2 separate regions of the Gossypium hirsutum genome follow, and region 1 is linked to region 2. Evidence: chromatin contacts called from public Hi-C data. All regions are on one chromosome and are shown on one strand. The core of a region is the stretch at or near the end of the contact, and the rest is flanking DNA. Distances in the headings are between cores, read along the strand shown. Region 1 holds the start of LOC107914553 (U-box domain-containing protein 16). Region 2 holds the start of LOC107914547.

Region 1 (4,155 bases), core at 701-3,200, 180 kb after region 2:
CGCAGTATCCGATCCTTCCCTCAAAATAACACCCAGTTTCTTAATTGAATTGTAAGCCTCTGCAATCGCCACCAGTCCGCCTCTCTTCACCACCGCCTCGAGTATCGTCACGGCCTCTTCTGGTAGCACGTTAATGACTCCGATCACCGTCTCTATAACTCCTCCTTCCACTAGCCTCCCAACGGTCTCCCTATCTCCCGCCAAATTCAAAATAGTCACGAGTGCATCCCTTTTAGAATTAGTGGGCCCGTCTTTTGCCAAATCCATCAATCCTTTTATGACACGTGTCTTCCTCCCCAGCCTTTTCCTGTAGGTGTGAACACCGGATAAGCTGAATATTGTAGCCGCCGCATTTCCTTTGGCTTCCCATGTGGCACCAAAACGTAATACATCGATAACACCGTTTAAAGCTCCGTCGGTTTCCATTATCCTCGTTTTGTTTGCTTCTAGGATGGAAAGGTTAAGAATCGTTGTAAGGGCATTGACTTGAAGGTTTGGGTGTTCGGAGCCTACACCCGAACCTAAACATCTGACAAGGATCGGAATTGCGCCAGCTTCAGCGATGCAGGCTCGGCTGTCGGAGTCAGTTTTAGCCAGGGCTCGAAGCTCATAAGTGACGGCATTAGCTGCCTCCATGGATGGAGAAACCGAAAGTTTGTTGACCAAAAAGTACACCGTCATTTTCGTAGCTTCAAAGGCGGCTTTGGTGGCTTTTACGCCGCTAACTTTCTCGTTACTTCCCACGGTTTCAAACGGGACTCTCTGTTGGCGGCACCACATGGCTATAAGATTCCTCAAAGCGCGGTTAGGGATGAGATTGGTGTGGGCCAGGGTCTGACCAGTCTTTGGACACGTGTTGTGTCCAGATTCAATCCACTGATTAATCGATTCGCGATCGTACGTCTGTCCAGAGGCCACGACAACTGGGTCCCGCATTAACTCTAAGCTTATCGGGCACCGAAAGTCCGCCGGAACAGCAATCTCCGACAATGAATTCCGCCGGCTATGGTCTGGTTCCAGTTGCGTCGTTGAAGATCCAAATAGAACACATTTAGCATAACGAAGGAGACCAATCAAAGAAGCAATATCTAATTTGGACTTTTCATCGATTTGGTTCTGGATTTCATCTTGGAGACACTCGATTTCTTCTCTACAACTTGATTGGTCGCGTAACCCTAAATTATCCAGAATCTGTTTAAGCTTTAAGTGATGAGGGACGATCTCTTTCTTAATCTGATGAAGCAAAGCTAGAACATCTCGCCTGAGAGAATCGTCTCTGGGATCTACCGATGGTTTAGATTGGAAGCAGTGTTTTCTTACCAAAACGAAGAGCTCCTCCACGTCTTGACTCAAATCCAATTCATTGACGGGGAAGATATCGAGGAGAGTGGACAATTCGAGGGTGAGCTCGTGGAAACTGTTGGCCAATGGTTGGATTCGCATGAGCAGCCACATCTTGCTTCCGCTGCAACAATCTTCCATTAAAGTCTTTATTCTCTGGAAAACTATGTACATTTCTTCGAAGCAGAGGAGGATCGAAGGAGAGAAGGAGGTGGAAACTGGGTTGCGAAGAAGCTCCTCGAATACGATAGCGAGAAGCTTCGACTTGTTTATGGTGGAAAGGGACTTTTGTATTAGGAGACATTGAATAGGTTTGAGGGCGGAGATTTCTTGAGACAAAGAAAGAAGAGATTTTACCAGGTTCAAGTCTGCAAATTTCGGAGATATGGAGGAGCCCGTCGACGGCCAGCGCTTTCTTGGCGGGAAAACCCGAGGAGAAACGGCCATGAAACACAAATTAATAACTCTTACCAAAGAATTTCTGCAACACAGATATCTAAGCTAATGGAATGAGAAATTTGGTAGCTTTTTTTTTTTTTGGCTTTGAATTGAAGAAGAAGGTATAGCAGTAGTTGATTACAGATAGAACAAGTTGGCCCGTTGCATTTCAGCCCCACCTTTTAAAAAAAATGATAATAATCTATTTTTATACTTATCATAAACTCTATGATTAATTTAATTAAGTTTAATCAATTACTTTAATTTTTGTTAAAAAATAATAATAGAGAATATGAATGTTTGAAATGTGTGAGGATATACATATTTTAAACTAATTTATACCTAATATATGCATTTTTATTTTCACTGAAATTTAAATCTATATATTAAAATTCATATTACAAAAAAAATAACAAATAATTCTCCCTTTTTTTTTTCTTTCAAAACAACCCTCTTCCCTTTTCATGCCACGTTAACTAAAATTTATCACATCTATATAAAATTGATAAAATTCTTATTGGTGAAACTACCTCATTTAAATAATTATTTATTGAATAAGTTATATTAGAATCATCTTAAAAAAAACATAATTTTAGACATCATTAAAATATTGCGGCATCAATATAACAAAATATTATCATACGCATATCTATATATAATGTCTTCTCCAATTTAGGTTTTGTTAAAATTAATTAATTTTTACGCATGTTTGATAATCCAAAATTAAAGCAATATGATAAATATTTTTCTACAAAAAAGTGTAGAAAATAATAAATAGATAAGAGTTACTTATAACTTAATGGAGAATATTTTCAATTATTTCAATTTTATTTTATTTTATTTTATTGTTATGTTATCTTATAAAAACTTTAAGTTCTAAAATTTAATTTTTATTTAGAACAAGGTGAAATGCTTAAAAATTAAAGATAAAATGCATAATATAATTTTTTATAATTTAAAATCTATATTTACCAAACAATAATCAATTTTAAATAATGTATCAAACAAATTTTATAATTTAAATCTATTTTTCAACATTTAATTTTTTCAGTTTATCAAACAACACCTTAATTTAACTTTAATTAAAATACTTAAACTAATTAATTATTTAAGTGATAAAAAAACATATTTTCTTCTTTTTACAATTTTTAATTTTTTTAAAAATTAATTATTTTTTATTTTTATGCAAGCAATTTTTAAAAAAAATTATTAGTTTTTAGGCAGTCGATTTTTTTTTCATTTTAAATTGTTTCTATTTCATTTTTTAAAAAAATTTTTAATCAAATAACAAAATTTGAAAATACAATTAGTGGTCACTATAATTTTTCAATTTTCTACTAAATTTTTATTATTATTATATCATATTTTTAATTTTTGGGTTCATATTTTCTCTATTTTCTTTTAATTTTTAATTATTTATTTCAAGTTTTTAAAAATTTTTCTTATGACTTTTTTCTCAATTTTAAATATTTTTATATAATTTAATTAAAATTAAATTAAGTAAAGAGAAAATATCATATATAAATTAAATGCATGTATAATATTAGTTATATATATATTAAAATTTAATAATATGAAACTGCTTTATTAATATTTAAGATGATATTAATTTAAATTATTTTCTTATTAGATATATATTGGAAGCAGAACATTTTAATTGTCGTGTTGCATGGTTTTAGTGTATGAAAAGATAAATGTTTTGGTTTGGGAAGGCCGTTTACCAGGTCAGAGAATAAGTATTATAATCAACCTGCCTTTTACAATATTGCCAGCTGGCTCCCTTTTCTGATTTTTCAGCTCATTATTTTCACAAATTCATTTCAATTTTGACGTATTAAATTGAATGGATTAAAGTTGTTATTATATTACTAATATGGAAGAAAGATAAGTGTTACCGGCAGGTATGCCACATCACACTTTTGATATACCTTCGTATATAAAATTTTAATAGCGTTAATAAATTAGATTATAAATTAAGAGATAAAAGACGAGAAAATAGTCTCAAATTTATAATTATCTCTTTCAATAATATTGTTTTTAGCGTTTTAATTTCGTTTTCGTTTTAATAGTTATTTTTAGTACAATGTAAATTAATATACAAAACCTAAGCGAGATGCATATTGTGAGAAACGGTTGGTAAAGTTAGTTGTGGACTTGTTCCAAATCCTCATCATATATCCACCTTTTTCCAAAATTAAAAAAGTATTGTATGCATTATTTCTGCTTTCCTCTTAGACTTTACATTACACATCCAGCTTTGATCCAACACACTTTTTTGCTTTATATTTTCCCTTTTTGTTTTCTTATATGAACTCAGCTCCGCTGTATAGATGATAAACTGTAAAGTAAAGATATGATGTCAGGTTGGCATTTCAA
Region 2 (4,091 bases), core at 7-2,506:
ACACCATGCAAATCACCACCTGAGTACCTCTGAACGACACAAAAACCACAAGAACTCAGTCAAATCAAGCAAAATAACTAGACATGTATCAGTCAAGAAGTTACGATTTCCAAAAGCAAAGGGGTAAAAGCTACAAAAATATCTTACCAAATGCATGTCAATCATTGGAACTTCAGAACTTTTACGATTTATAAGAAAAAGCCAAGGAACAAGAAACTTCTCCTTCCCAACTTGGAATGATCTAGACGTGAGTCAAACATTGTAAAACACGGATTACTATAATAATTTCTAAAAATATTGAACTTATGAACTACAAAAACATTTTATGCAGAAGCAAAAGATAGTTGCTAAGAAAAACTGTTGGCCTTAGTTTATGAGAAAAAATTAGGAGTGGAAAGCAAAGGATAAGAATATACCAAAAAATGAGCCCAGAAGTTAAAGCTCAGGTCTGAATCTCAGACTCATTATTCGGAGTATGAAAAACGCTTACTCGAAAAAAGCTGAATGAAAATACATTTTTGGGCTCGAAAACATTTCATTCATGAATCTGAGGAATTGAATTCGATGGTTTCAATTTTCTCTTCGTTTAGCTATCGGAACCCTAGAATTTGCAACTAATGCCAAACAAAAAAAAAAAGAGGTTGAATTAAGAAAATCATAAATTTGAGTAAATTCTTACATTTTATAGGGATCAGCTCCCGTGTAACCAGTCGGCTTTGCTATAGGAATTAACACCTGCAAATTAATTTATACATAAATAAAATTTTCAAAAAAGAAACAGAAAATGGGGAAGGTTGAAGAAGAAGAAGAAGAAGAAGAAGAAGAAGAAGAAGAAGAAGAATACCTCCCGATTAACAGCAAAAATTGGGCAATGTTTCCCGATCACGTCATGCCAAACAGTTCTAGACTGAAATTAATCAAATTCAGAGATCTTAACTTCAAAATTAGATTAAAAACTTTAAAAAAAGAAAAAAGGAAAAGAAAAGACAACTGACGGAGTGGTATTGACCCATCTTGCTCATAGGAACGATGTCCCCTGGCCTGTAAGCAACGGAAATAAAAGGAAGACAAAGTAACAGCAAAACTAAAAGACACAGCGACGCCATTATTCTGCAATGTTCTCGTCAGCCGCGTTTCTTCTCTCCGCCAAGAGAATTCCGAATTACTCAACACTTGTTCCTTTTTTTATTCATTTCTAACTTTTGCTTCGATCGAGTCCACCCAGGCCAGGGGCCTGAGCCTGTTACGGAATACGGGCCAGCAGTTATCCTTTCCTCGTTTCGGTCCAAAAATAATGTTCATGCATAATAAAATATGTGGTAATTTTTTTTATAAATAAAATGATTTAGAAAGTGAAAAACTGACCAAAAATTTATAATTTAAAAAAGTAACAAATGTTGTCAATAATTCATGCCTTTAGCTTTTTATATGAATATCTTTTTTAAACATTACATGAAAGTTTGTTTTATAAGCAATATAAAATCACCTTTCAAAACTAGTTTCTATATTTGCATATCCATCATCCTACGTTTTTCTAAATATTTACAAAATAGTTATTAACATAACATCATAATGTTAAAGGTGTAATTTTCTGACGAAATTAATTGTCAGCTTATATCTATCCAAGGAAAAATTTTATATTATTTAATTTATAAATTAAGTTTTTCCAATTTTATTTTAATGAATTATCTACGAAAAAACCAAGATGAGTTTTAAATCATTACTAGATTTTATGATATACTCATTATATGTGTAAAATATTATGTATCAAATATATTTATTAAAAATTTATATAAAATCAATTCATATTTTGACTATAATAGTAAAATTAAATATTTATTATGCATGTTGTATTGAGCTCGATTTTTTATTTATTTGTTATATATAAAAAAATAAAAACATTCTTGTAAAAATGTATCTTAATTTGTATATGAAAGAGTAATTTAATAATTTCACAACGATACTAACTCAATAAAAAACTTAATATAAGTAAGTATATATAGATACATAAAATCCAATCTGGGAAAAAAACATATCTTATGTTAACAATTCATTTAAGACAATAGAAAAGTTTTAGATGAAATTATAAGATGTTTACGAAATTGAAATTGTTTGCAATAAATGTATTATATATAAGTTAAATAACAATATATTGTAATAGGAAATCCTACTTGACTTATACAATCCTTGCAACTTCTATTACTTTTTTCTTATGAATAAATCATTATAAAATGGGTAAGCTATCAAAATAGTTACGTTTGTTTACTTCAGGTTACATTTTAGTCACTTATATTTGAAATGTTACGTTTTAATCACTTACGTTAACGTGCTATAACATTTTAGTCACTGAGCTGTTAATTGTCATTAACGGTGTAACGGCAAGCTGACATGGCACATTAAATCATTATTTCAAACAAAAATTTTAGGTTAAATTATACAATTGGTTCTATTTCTTTTGTTTTGAGCAATTTAATTTTTTTTTCTTTTATGTTCTTTTAACTCTTTTTTTTCATTCTTTTCTGCTTCTCCCTCTATTTTTTCAGGTTGCAAATGCTTGAGCAGCAGCAACCGTATTTCTAATATTTCTTCTCTTGAAGCTTTTTTTCCATATAATTCTTCAATTGGATGCATGCATGCAGATACTTACTTCACTATCAGTGGGGAACATTGAAGGTGATATCCATTTTATAGACGTGCTCAATGCCTATGATATGCATGGAAGACTGAATAATTTAGAGTCCAAACATCATGCCCTGAAGAACTTTGCTGGCACAAAGACTTGCAGTCCTCAATATCTATTCCAAATTTGCCTGAATGCCTCGCAAGGTCCAAGGTTCAAGGCTGAAGTAGCAACCTTTGCCCTCAGCGAGTGCCTCTCAGGCTTTCTTTCTTCCCCCTCTCCAAACTACCAGGATGTGGCTCTCATTGTCCGAAGACTGATTGTAATAGCTAGTATTCACAAGGATAACACAGATGACAATGCAGTGCTCAGTATGTACAAGCAAGCATACCGAATAATGGTCGGGTTGAAGGAAGGGAAATATCCAACCGAAGAGGGAAAATGGCTCGCAATGACTGCAAGGAATCGGGCAGCCATACCTATAAGAATGAGACAGATCAATGTGGCTAAGAAAATAAATGGAAAAAAAATTAAAATAACATAAAAGAAAAAAATTAAATTGCTTAAAACGAAAAAATATGGGGATCAATTGTATAATTTAACCTAAAATTTTTCTTTGAAATGATGATTTAACATGCTACGTCAACTTACCATTACACCATTAACGGCAATTAATGGCTCAGTGACTAAAATGTTACAACACGTTAACATAAATAGCTAAAACGTAACATTTCAAACATAAATAGCTAAAATGTAACCTGAAGGAAATAAAAGTGATTATTTTAATAGTTTACCCTTATAAAATTCTTATTGAGAACAAAATATTAATACTAAAGAACAAATATTAATAAAGTAAATTTGAAAAACACAAAAACAGGGGTGTAGTTAGGGGCTGAGAAGGCCCAATCCTCCGTAAAAGAGAAAAATTTTTCATTTAACCCTTTTAAAATTTTAAAAATTTTAAATTAATAAAGATAAAATTATACTTTAACCCATAAAAAATGATAAAAATTTGATTTAATCCTTTAAAAATTATAAAGTTATAGGCCATTAAAATGATAAAATTACATTTTTACTATTATAAAAATTACGATTTAATTTCAACCCCACAACCTCCGACACAAAAAATTGGTCACCATATTATGAATTTCAAAGTTTATCAACTCAAAATATAATTTTCAAGAAAGTTAGTGGTCAATTATAATTTACCATATTTTAATTTAAAAAAAATATAAAACTGCGTGAACAATTCTACATGATACGTTGGATAATGTGGTTATTCCACGCGTTTACTGACATGTGTTTAGCCTTGCCATGCCATCTAATTGTTAATCTCTTAAATTAGTTAACCCATATTTTTAATATCTTTAATATTGATGTTTAAATCTATAATTTTAATAATTGAATGATCAAATTCAAACCTCTCAAATAATTTAATGATAAATAAATTTAAATTTATAATTTATTCACA

Evidence for each region. A called contact is a pair of places that touch in the nucleus more often than the background predicts.
Region 1: a Hi-C map of leaf shows a contact between it and region 2, with 1.8 times the contacts expected there. The contact joins the promoter of LOC107914553 here to the promoter of LOC107914547 in region 2. A contact is called at or near these places in 2 of 34 Hi-C or Micro-C datasets (both in leaf).

The regions. Positions count from the first base shown.
Region 1 is chrD10:19,721,960-19,726,114 of Gossypium_hirsutum_v2.1, forward strand. It overlaps LOC107914553 (U-box domain-containing protein 16), which reads right to left and starts at 1,951. Exons shown (of 1, transcript XM_016843494.2): 1 at 1-1,951. The coding sequence starts at 1,788.
Region 2 is chrD10:19,538,749-19,542,839 of Gossypium_hirsutum_v2.1, forward strand. LOC107914547 reads right to left here and starts at 1,257. Exons shown (of 9, transcript XM_016843487.2): 1 at 996-1,257; 2 at 845-907; 3 at 680-735; 4 at 148-241; 5 at 1-29. The coding sequence starts at 1,106.